3 separate regions of the Mus musculus genome follow, and regions 1 and 2 are each linked to region 3. The links are chromatin contacts, called in public HiChIP or PLAC-seq and promoter capture Hi-C maps. All regions are on one chromosome and are shown on one strand. Each heading gives the region's core, a stretch centred on a gene start, on an enhancer-like site or on the middle of the called end of the contact. The rest is flanking DNA. Distances are from core to core; before and after follow the strand shown.

The links. Promoter capture Hi-C pulls out the DNA fragments that hold promoters and counts their contacts. HiChIP or PLAC-seq counts read pairs in DNA pulled down with a chosen protein or histone mark.
Region 1: a contact with region 3 is called in an H3K4me3 HiChIP or PLAC-seq map of embryonic stem cells, with 4 times the contacts expected there. The contact joins the promoter of Tmem266 here to the promoter of Crabp1 in region 3. A contact is called at or near these places in 1 of 484 Hi-C or Micro-C datasets (the G1E-ER4 cell line), 3 of 115 datasets of contacts at active chromatin or transcription factors (astrocytes, embryonic limb bud and embryonic stem cells) and 2 of 9 other capture datasets (adipose tissue and liver).
Region 2: a contact with region 3 is called in a promoter capture Hi-C map of embryonic stem cells, with 2.1 times the contacts expected there. The contact joins the promoter of Nrg4 here to the promoter of Crabp1 in region 3. A contact is called at or near these places in 6 of 39 promoter capture datasets (the C10 cell line, cranial neural crest, embryonic stem cells and 3 more).

The regions. Positions count from the first base shown.
Region 1 is chr9:55,325,457-55,329,073 of GRCm38.p6, reverse strand. It overlaps Tmem266 (transmembrane protein 266), which reads right to left and starts at 2,161. Exons shown (of 11, transcript NM_172923.4): 1 at 2,074-2,161.
Region 2 is chr9:55,281,800-55,285,515 of GRCm38.p6, reverse strand. Nrg4 (neuregulin 4) reads left to right here and starts at 1,891. Exons shown (of 8, transcript NM_032002.2): 1 at 1,891-2,019; 2 at 2,900-2,965. The coding sequence starts at 2,956.
Region 3 is chr9:54,763,459-54,767,002 of GRCm38.p6, reverse strand. Crabp1 (cellular retinoic acid binding protein I) reads right to left here and starts at 2,255. Exons shown (of 4, transcript NM_013496.3): 1 at 2,032-2,255; 2 at 1,342-1,520. The coding sequence starts at 2,101.

The DNA.
Region 1 (3,617 bases), core at 912-3,411, 560 kb before region 3:
CCTGAGTATAAAATCTAGCAACTCTGTTAGGTGAATTTTCCATTCACAAAACTATAACAGCTTGTAAGTCCATGAAAACTGCTACAAATGTGTAACCAAGTCCAACACCTGAGCTGTAAGAATGCACTTGTGAAAAGAGAGATTACATATATGTGTGTGTGTGTGTGTGTGTGTGTGTATGTATGTATATATATCTCCATAGTTAAATGGATACATTCTAAGAGCTTTTAGTGAATAGTTGCCATGGTTGTAGACACCAGACTGTGCCACATGGCTGACATGGAGTCATTTACCCCCTCATAGCACCCACAAGTGTGACAAGACAGTGGAGTGACGACCAGCAGTGACAACAAGAGATGGTGCTCAAACAGGTAGGGCAGGGCGAGGGTGTGAAGAGTACGCCAGCACCCACATGATCTGTAGGTACTTTGTGGGTTTAAACTGAACATAATTGATTATGTGAGGTAGTTTTAATGCAGGATGCCTTGGACCCTGTGTTTAAAAATAGGCTCAGTGTCACCACAAAAGAAATTACACGCGGTGCCACTCATGAACACCAGTTTCTCATCTTGGAAAGCCACAAAATTGGTACGGGATCTGTGAAATGGAAAATTGCATCAGGGCCTATGCGCTCACACGTGAACCCGATCTTAATGAAAAGACGGATGGGGTAGCAACACTGAAGTTGAATGCTGAGCCCCCAGCGTCCTGCAATCTGCAATCGGGTGTGATGCAGATGAACTGGATCTTTACCCTGCTCCTGACTGAGCGACCTTGGGTAAGTCAGTTAACCCCTTAAGTGCCAGCTTCTTCATCTCCAACACAGAGATGACAGCCTTGCAGTGAAGACCCAAGGAAATGAGCCACAAATGGCGTTTAGCTCAGCACTGGGTCCCTACAAGTACATCTCCTGGTTTAATGTGGTACCACAGTCCAGCTGCTGGACCCCCACAGCTTGCGAGTCATTTTCATTTTGTGCTTCCGGCTCTTTCTGTTCTTTTCACTATATTATTCCTGGGGGAGGGCCATAGGGAGCAGTTACATACAGTCCACTTTCCCCACTCTTCTTCACAGCCAAGTTAAAGCTAGGGAAATAGATAATATACCCTGAAGAGAAACCCAGTGCTTAGAATATGGTGATGTATGTATATGGAATATAAGTAAATCATATTTCAGTCTAAACTATATAATGGAAAAAATGAGAATTTATTTCAAAAGAAAGAATTGGCAGGCAACACATTTAAAGAGGATAGAATGGGGTCTTACGGACCTCATTATTTCAGTATTGGTGACTATGAAACAGAATGGAGTATGGGGTCTGACTTCCAACAGGTGGCTAGCTTTAATCGGCTTCAGATGCAAAACCGCGATGAGTCTGAGTAAGCAAGACTCAGATGCTCAATTCAAGGCCTCCTATTAACAATTTAGAAAGAATTTCTTTCCTGGGTTTAAACCTCCCTGGCAAGTTAGCAAGCAGGGAACTGTCTGCACCTGTCCTCGGAACAGTACGCCAGGCTGACATGAAACCCTCCATCCTTTCCAGACCGTCCATCCTGCCGCTGGGGCACCTAGCGACAAACCGGGGAAGCCCACTAGGAAGTGGTCACGACCAGCAAAGCCACAAACCCCTAGGGTGTGGGATTTCCACCTCTACACCACGTCTGAAAACCGAAAATAGGCGTCCACTTGCTATACTGCAATGGGATTCCCCTTAGAAGCAAACCTCCCGCACCCCCAGCTTTCATGTTTTATTAATAAATGCAAGATGGCACACAGAGGCAAAGAATAGGAGGGAAGGCATCCGCAGCTGGACCCGAACCAGGACAGTTTGCAAAAATAAATAAGAAGCATGTGACAAGCAGATCCCCAGTCTGGATCTGAAGACCCCGTGCTCCCCAGAGGATGGTCGTCCGGCTCCCCAGCCCGGGACATGAAGGTCAGCTGCAGGATCCTAGTCCTCCAGGGCAGTCACCCTGCAAACCACGATCCGGCCCCTACCTTTGCCTCCCTCACCCGCCCGCCCGGGCCACAGCCGGGGAAGCCCCGGCGGCTGCCGGCTGCAAGAACACGTACCTGCTGCCGGAGCTCAGGATTCGCTCTGCTCTGCAGCGCCGGGCCCGCGCTCCCGCTCCCGGGGCTCCCCTCTCCGCCCCCCCACCCCCCCGCCCCCTCGCGGCCCCGCCGCTCCCTCCGCCCCTCCGCCCACCCCGCTCGAGCGCGCGCGCACGCGCTTTCGGGACGGCGGCTCTCCCGGGCCCGCGCCTGCGCTCTCGCTGCCCGCTCCCGCTCCCGCTCGCGCGTTCCGGAGGCTGCAGAGGGGCCGCGCGGCTGTCTAGGAAACTGCGACCAGCGGGGGCCGCGTGTGGGCAGTCACCCCCGGCGAAGGGCAAGCGGGCCTCGTGGCGCGGGTGACAGGGGGCAGGAGCTCGAAGCGGAGGCTGGCTGGTGCGGCCGAGGGCGGGCGGGCGCCTGCGGTCCCACGGTACCGCCCTGGGTGCGTTTTCACACACTGTGCTGTGAGTAGCGGCGCGCAGTGTCCTCCGAGGTTTCTGCCTGCCGCCCCTGGTGTGTGCATTGCCCCAAGGAGCCTTTGAAGGCATTGCCCACCCCTCGGTGGTCCCCATCACATTCTCACGTGACAGATACACTGTGCGTGTTGGTCATGTATTGTAAATGAAGAGTTTTCTGCCCTTGAAGCGCCTGTCCCGATTGAGAATGCCTAGAGTAGACAGAGTGACTGAGCAATCTGGGGGTTTAAAAAAAAAAAAAAAAAGCCTCACGTGTGAAAAGGAAAAAAAAAAAAAGCTTACTGCTGTGAACAGTTTTTAAAAACAGTTTTTTAAAAATAGCCGCTTTCCTTTGGGGTTTTGGCCTTCTTATGTTAGATACTTTAAAGATCGGAAACCCTTCTTTCTCTAGGGCACAAAGTTCCTGAGTGACTTTGGGGTTCTCCCCCATTGGCTTCCCCTCCAGAATAATCACTATTTGGTTAGGTTCACGTGGCCTTCAGGAACGCCTGCGACTTTCTTGCCTTCTCTTCCACTAGCAAAACGGTAGAAATTAGAATTGAAAGCTTTAAAACCCAGACCATACATAGAACCGCCTGAAGGGCTCGGATCGGTTTTTTAATAGATACAGAAATGTCTAGACAAGGAATGTACATGGAAAAGTATGTCTTTGTTTAGTCCTCACCTACCAACATTTCTTAACCATCTGTAATGTCTAATTTCGGGGGGCAGGGGGTCCTTGGAGAAAACAGTTGTAGAAGTTATTTGGCTTGACAGGATTTCCCCCTACTGGTTCTAGGCATAAATAGACTGGAAAGTAGAAATGCTGTCCTCCCTCCATACTACCTCCCCGTGACCCCCCATTTAGTAGAACTACACTTAAGTTTCCTTAAGGGCTTTGAACAGCATTCATGACAGTGTTTCGCTGGTTAGCCATCTGGCAAAACATTGAGATACAAAGATTTCCTGAATTAGACTCCAATAACAAGCACAAACAATAATCCCTGGAATTAATGAGATTGCATGAAACTAATCACTCCCCACCCCTACCCCATGTGCCAGAAAATCAAGAGGGAGGAGACAGACTACCCTACCGAATGGGAGACATTG
Region 2 (3,716 bases), core at 642-3,141, 520 kb before region 3:
AAAGCTCCACTACCTCCCAGAAGTGCCTTCAGATAGGAACCAAACTGTTCAACACGTGTGCTTTAGGTGTGAGCACACTTAAGATCCAAACCACAGAGATGAGTCAGTGAAAGAGTTTACTTAGTTACTTGTTCTGTTTTTCATCCAGTGTCCAACAGTAGGGGGCATTTGTTTAAAAGGTATCCACTGCTTAGTACACTTGTTCACAGTTAAATGGAGAAATTTTCTTAAGTACCAAGGCTTTCGTTCAGTGAAATGCTAGCTTGAAAATCTTTTCATTTTTTTTTTTAAATTTAGAATCACGTATATCTGGGTAGCACACATCTACAAACCCAACATTTGGAAAACTAAGGCAGAAGGACTATAAACTTCAGGCAAGCCTGGGCTACACATAAAGACTGTCTTTTCTTTTTTATTGGATATTTACTTTATTTACATTTTAAATGTTATCCCCTTTACCAGTTTCCTCCCAAACCCCTATTTCATCCCCCCTTCCTCTACTTCTATGAGGGTGCTTACCCACCCACTCACTCCTGCCTCCCCACCCTGGCATTCCCCTACACTGGGCACCTAGCTTTCACAGGACCAAGGGCCTCTCCTCCCAGTGATGCCCAACAAGGCCACCTCTGCTACCTCTGCAGCTGGAGCTATGGGTCCTTCAAGACTCTGTCTTAAATAATAAAATAAGGAATCACATAGCTCCCCCGGTTTTTAATTTCTCATGTATAAAAAACAGTACAAATCATCATAACATGTCTCTTAATAAATGCATCTTGAATGGCTTAAGTTCACATGATCCCCATGTGCAGTTTAGTGTTCATTTCTATATTAATTGGCAGCATAATAGTTTCCTAGTTCAAATAAAATAAATAAAGGTTATTTTTATCATCTTATTTTCAGTCTCAAATACTGTGTGCTAAAATAACTTATGTACATATGTATATATACACATATATTATGCATATATGTGCTAACTATATCTATAGAATTTCATTTGATGTGGGAGATAATATGAGCAATGAAAATAAATCTATAGTCAAAAGCATGTTTTACACACACACACACACACACACACACACACACATATATATATATGTATATATATATATACACACACACACACATATTTGTTTGAATTGTGATTTTTGGAAAATAAAACCATCTAAATGCTTAGTATACTTTTATCTAAAGGGGAAACCCATATTTCATTTAAACAGATTTACATGTTAACATTTTAAAACATGACTTTTAGAACTTAACTTTTCTTAGTGTATATGAGGCTGAGGGATCTTCTCAGAAGGGGAGAAGGAATGATTCTAAGAGCCAGAGGTAATGGGTGACTCCAAGGAGAGTCGTTTCCCAGACACGACAGAACTTACACAGGCGCGCTTAAGAGAGCTGTGTCACAGGTCTCCTGAGAACTTCTATCATCAGATCCACTAGCTGCATCGCTAGAGGTGCCACGATAAATGTGAGCTCCGTTTCAACTATTGCTTCGTTCAGTCTGATAAGTTCAAGTCATTATTTGTATATTTTACTTACTCTATAAGAGAAATTATTTTGTAAACTCTGTGGTGCATTAGTTTCACACCAATGCTGTTTTTCCACATACTTACCTAACACATATCAGTTACCAAGACATGCAGAGATAAGTAAGGGCTCTAAAGAACGTGGCTTATTTCATAACTTTGAAACTTGGACCGCGCTTTAGGGGTGCCACCTACCGCAGCTCCTTTTCTTAGTGAAATCCTACCCGTTTGCGGTTTGGAAATGTGTGGGCGTGACTCCCTTGGCTGCTCCTGACCTCTGTGTGGGCGTGGTTCCCCTGGCTGCTTGCGACCTCTGCTCACACCTTGGTCTGCCTTGACCTCGCCCACACTGAAGTGACATAAATCCGATTTTTGACACGTTGTAAAGTTCGAGTCACAGTTGCTGAAGTCCTCAGTGTTCAAACACTTGTGAAACGCTGCATGTCTAGCAAAATTTTCTTTTTTTATGGGAATATAAATTTCTGTTGAGGTAAGCCCTGTTTATTTGGGGAAAAAGGAGAAAAAAAAAATGAGCCAGTGATTATACATTTACTGTGCGCGCTCTCCCTCTCCCCTCTCTCCCCTCTCTCCCCTCTCTCCCCTCTCTCCCCTCTCCTCACCTCTTTCTCCTCTCTCTGCTTGTCTGTAAAAGAGATTGCCTTTAGAAGACTTTAATTTTGAATGTTCTTATATGAAGTGGTAGATTGAACTTTCATTATAGTATTTGTACTATGACAAGAGCTTGCAATCCCAATGTAAGGCTAAATCCTTCATCTGCTCTTAATGCCTTTGTTTGTTACAGTAGCAAACTTCTCTCATAAGTGTGTCTCATTTACTGCCTTGCCAAATCTCAGACACCATTTTAAGGAAGGGCGTTTGTCAATTGATTGGCAGGCAGACTATGTAGCTTCTGCCTACCAAACGTGGACACGCACTTGTGCAGGTTCTGAAGCTGTAACCGAAGTGCTTAAATCCTTTTTTGAGGTTTTTCTATAGAGTGGCCATTTTCAACAAGTTGAAAATTTGGGAGGTCATGGGTTCGTTGTGGAAATTAGGTTTCTGCGGGCTACGTGGTTTAAAAGCACAGATGTCGCTGGAGGTGGCTCAGTTGAGCGTGTGTCTGCACGTCTCCATGGTGTTCTCAACCAAGACGCTATGCCACCGTTCTCACCCAACACTACCCTTTTAATGTCGATCTTCTTTTTATCTGTTCATGTTTCAGCATTGTCTGTATGTCTAAGATGCTCGAATACTGCCATGTGTGTTTTATTTTCAACATTTTAGAGTTTTGCTAATGGAACATTTGGCGCATTATAATGTCCTCCAAACAGGATAACCTCCCTTAAAATATAAATTTTAAATTATTTTAGGTGCTGATTTTCAACCTTAATTCTTCCATCAAGAATGAAACTATTTAAAAATTAAGATGCCAACAGGTAATTTCTTGTAAGTTCATACTTCTTGTCTATGTGTGAGTTTATTTAGTAAGAAAATGACCAATGTATATTAATATAAAGCTATATTGTTTCCCATGCAAAGCCTTCCAAAAACATTAGTTTAGCTTTAAAAGACCTATATAACATAAATCTATTTTATTTTTTATTTTTGTTTTATTGGGTTTTTTCTTCTTACAAAGTGACAGATTCTAGCTTTCTATCTGATATCAACTTCTCAAATTCTAAGTGAATGAAATCAGAATAAAATTAGCATAAGAGGTAGTAATTCAGGTTAGGTGAGTAATGTTAGAAGTTGGTTTATTAAGACATGGCTTTGTATAAAAAAGAAAAGGGAATCTGAAAAAAAAAAACGTTTGAACCAGTTCATTTTTGTTTCTGTAACACTACATTCTTTGTAGTGTTTTTTCTTCTTCTTCGGTATTATATACCTTTTTTTTGATACATTCATAGTCGCAACCTGAAATTCTTGTTTCTAAAGTAAAAGGAAAATTTAAACTTTTCAAATTCAGACTGGAGATTTCTAGCTCCTTGCAATTATATGTTGATAGGTATCAATATTTTAGAAGTCAAAATACTAGCAAGTTTGTTTTTTTTTTTAACAGCATATTGTTTTTTAATGCCAAGTTGATGTCAAAAGGAAATACTGCCATTTTCTTCTTCACATGAGATGACTCTAGATCATGTTTTAGGTAGAAACAAACTAGCAACATGCAGTTTAAAGCTCTATGGT
Region 3 (3,544 bases), core at 1,006-3,505:
TGCTTTGGAGTGCTGGGATTAAGGGACTGTGCCACAATATTTGGCTTCACTTGTAAATATGTTAGAACATTGGGAAAGCTGGCGATGTTGACTCTGTGAAGCTGGATATGAAGACTCTGATTCAACTAGCGAGCTCTTGGAGGACAGAGGAGAATTCAGGCAACTCGGACCCGGCCTGGGCTATAGAGTGAGATCCTGTCTCAAACAACCAACCAAACAAGACAACAAAATGCACAAAACAACAACCACAAAACCCATGACAGAGAAAGGGGACATTTTTAAAAAATGAGATAGCACGGCAAGTGTTACAGATACTCAGTCTTTGGGTCATGTCTCAGGAGAACAAAACTAAACTAAACAAAAACAAAAACAAAACAAAACAAGCAAACAACAAAACTCTTCTCTTGGTTGTTAGATATAGTGGTGGATGCCGGTAATCCTAGAACTCCAGCGGATTATGATGGAGTATTCGGAGATCACCAGGTTTACGTGGAAACTGCAGGCTACCCTAGTCAGGGCTGCATAGCAAGCCCCAATTTCTCATAAATCAATCTCTCTCTCTCTCTCTCTCTCTCTCTCTCTCTCTCTCTCTCTCTCCCTTTCTCTCCTCTCTCTCCCTCCCTCCCTCTCTCTCCCCTTCTCTCCTCTCTCCTCTCCCTCCCACCTCCCTCCTCTCTCTCTCCCTCCTTCTCTTCCCTCCCCTCTCTCCCTACCCACCTCTTTCTGTCTGTTCTAAGTCCTTGAGGACTTAGAAAGGACATTTAGTACATTGTCTGAACTAGAACATGCGTTGCTTCTTTTACTTTTGGAAGAATCTCACCATTCCCTTAAAGACCTCGGTTGAACACGGAAGGGCAGGAAGAGGTGATGGGTGCGGGGTCCGGGGTGTGTGTGCATGCGCGCGCGCGCGCGCGCGGCGGGGACGGAGGGGGGGGGGATCCGGGCTGTGCAACTGGATCCGAATCCTTGCCCTACAGTCCAAGGACCCAGGGGGCGGGATGCTAAATCAGCCACTTCACCTATGACAGGTAAGTAGGCAGCTGCGCAGAACAGGAGGCAGCAGCGGTCCCAGGAACCTCTCTACCTATGCAGCCAGAGCTAGCGCTGAAGGCGCCGCTAGCGAGGCACTAACCAGGACCACACACCCACCCAGAGTTCAAAGCGCGCGCGCGCGCCTTTTGGCGCCCGGGTGATAGATAGTATGAGGGGAACCTCGGGTAGGGCTTTCTCCTGAGCCCAGGACCATCAGGTCACACAAACTTCCCGTGACACACCCTGCAGCGGGTCAAGGGTTTTAATGGGGGGGTACCCGGGAAGGAGGTGCGGTCTCTGGAGCCTCACCCTGCATTTGCGTCCGTCCACTGTCTCCTCCTCGAAGCCCTCTCCGACCTTGAAGTTGATCTCCGTGGTGCGCACAGTAGTGGATGTCTTGATGTAGAACTGATCCCCGTCTTGGCGGATCTCCACGTGCGGCTTAGACGCAGCCGCCACGGCCACCTTCCTCAGCATGGCGTTCACACCTGCGCAAGGAAGCATAGATTCGGGTCTCTGGTCCTCACCCACTGGTCTCCCCCAGACCTGTTTGGCACTTCCCAAATCCTCTGGCTTTAGACGGGGCTCTTAAATTAGTCCCACTTGTCTCTTTCCTCCCTTGGGTTTTAGAGAAGAAAACCCGAGGCTTAAAGTCGGCAAGCGGCTTTCCTGAGTTACCCAGGGCTTTCATGGCAAGATCTGGTCTTTTAAAAGCCCCAGTTTAAAGTCCCTGCTCTTCACTGTGATCTAGCACGAGATAAAGATGGGACCGTCGAGAAAGGCGCCAAATGTCCAGCAAACGTTAGTTGAACTCCCTGGGGCTGGAGCCCGCTCTCCTCTGCGACCTGGGTTTGGGGGGTGGGGGAACCTCAAAGGAAACAGAGATTCATCACTCCGTTGACTCCCTCCTGCCTGAACCTACCCAGGCCACCCTCTCTGGGACCCGGGCGCCTCGCAGCTGCTTCTAACAGACCGGACATACTCTCTGTACCAGCTTACCCAACGCCTTGAGGAGCTCGTCGAAATTCTCGCTGCTGCGCATCTTCCAGGTACCGGCGAAGTTGGGCATGGTGGCAGTGGTGTTGGCTGTAGCGGCGGCGCGAAGGCAGGGGCAGGCACCCACCTCTGCTGCGGAGCGGTCGCACGCTGCGTTGCAGAGAGACTGGCGTTCTGCGCCCAGCCGCAAGCGCCTTGAGTCGCTAGGGTAGCGCCCCCCCCCTTCTGGGGCCCCGCCCTCAAGTCCCGCCCCTGCCCTGCGTGCACGAGGGGCGGGGGGTGGCCCACGAGGGGTGAGCCCGACTCCCCGCCCTAAGGCGCCCCTCACCATTCCTCATCTTCTCAGCCACTAGTGATGCAACTTGGAACTTGCTCTCCCCTGGTGCCTCCTCCACCACGCCGCCCACATTCTGTTTTAAACTGGGTGGTAGGAGAGGGTTTAATGAAGCTAGGTCGGCCTGGAGGAGATACATGAGGCTAGCTAGGTAGTGGGGATTCAGGGGAACGCGACATTCTTTCTCTACTTTTGCCTATGTTTGAAAATATCTGTTAGTAGTAAGGCCATAGGCATGGAAGCCACTTTCTTTCCACCCATACTTTCTGGCTGCCACTAGCCGGTCGAATTTGCTCTGTTCGGCTTTTCAGTTAGCATATGGAGGACCAATTAGAGTGGCGGGAAAGGCCCAGCCCCTACCCTTGCTTATCCCGGGCATGGAGGCACGGAGGTACCAAGGCAGGTTCAAACGGGTGCTGGAAACCAAGCCTCTCATGCAGGTTTTCTGCTTAAGTTAGAAGGGAGCCCAGACCAACACCGTCCCTTTGTTGTTGCCTAAGGGACGGAACAAGCAAAATGCAGGGAAATGCGGCAGCTTATTTTGTAAAATTGCGGGTTTGAGCTCTGCAGTCCTACTGGGAAGGCCTAGCAAGAAAGCCTAGCTCCTGCCTTTGCTCTAACAGATCTGAAAATCAACGCCAGAGCCCAGAGTCTCCACTAAGGAGTGTACACACAGGTCCCTGTGCCTTACCAGCTTTCAGACCTCAACATTTCCTTGCAGCCTCTTTCCACTGTTTCACCATTGCTACACCTCAGCCAAACTGCCCAATTCAGGATCTTAGAACCTGCCACGGGTGGCTCCATATCAGCCGTTGACCATGCTGCTCGAGGTCCCCAAAGGTCACTTTTCCTTCATGGGCTGAAAAAAAAAAAAGCTTGCCCACTCCTCATGACACAGGTGTTGTAAAATTCTGTTTAGGTCCTAAGCAGATTACTTTCCTCGGAATTGACAGGATTCCTTCTGGTCCAGTCTTCCCTGTGAAAATAGGCCATTTAGAGCTCAGCGATCAAAGTTGATCAATGCACCCTCATTTCCTCAGGCTCAGCCAGGTGGGGCTCAGAAGTGAATCGATTCTCAAAAGATGCAGATGTTCTGAAGCCTAGAGGTGATTGTGGGGTGAGGATTCCCCGAGGACCTGGGGTTGGTTCATGCTGAATGCTGCTAACAGAAGAGGGCCTCTG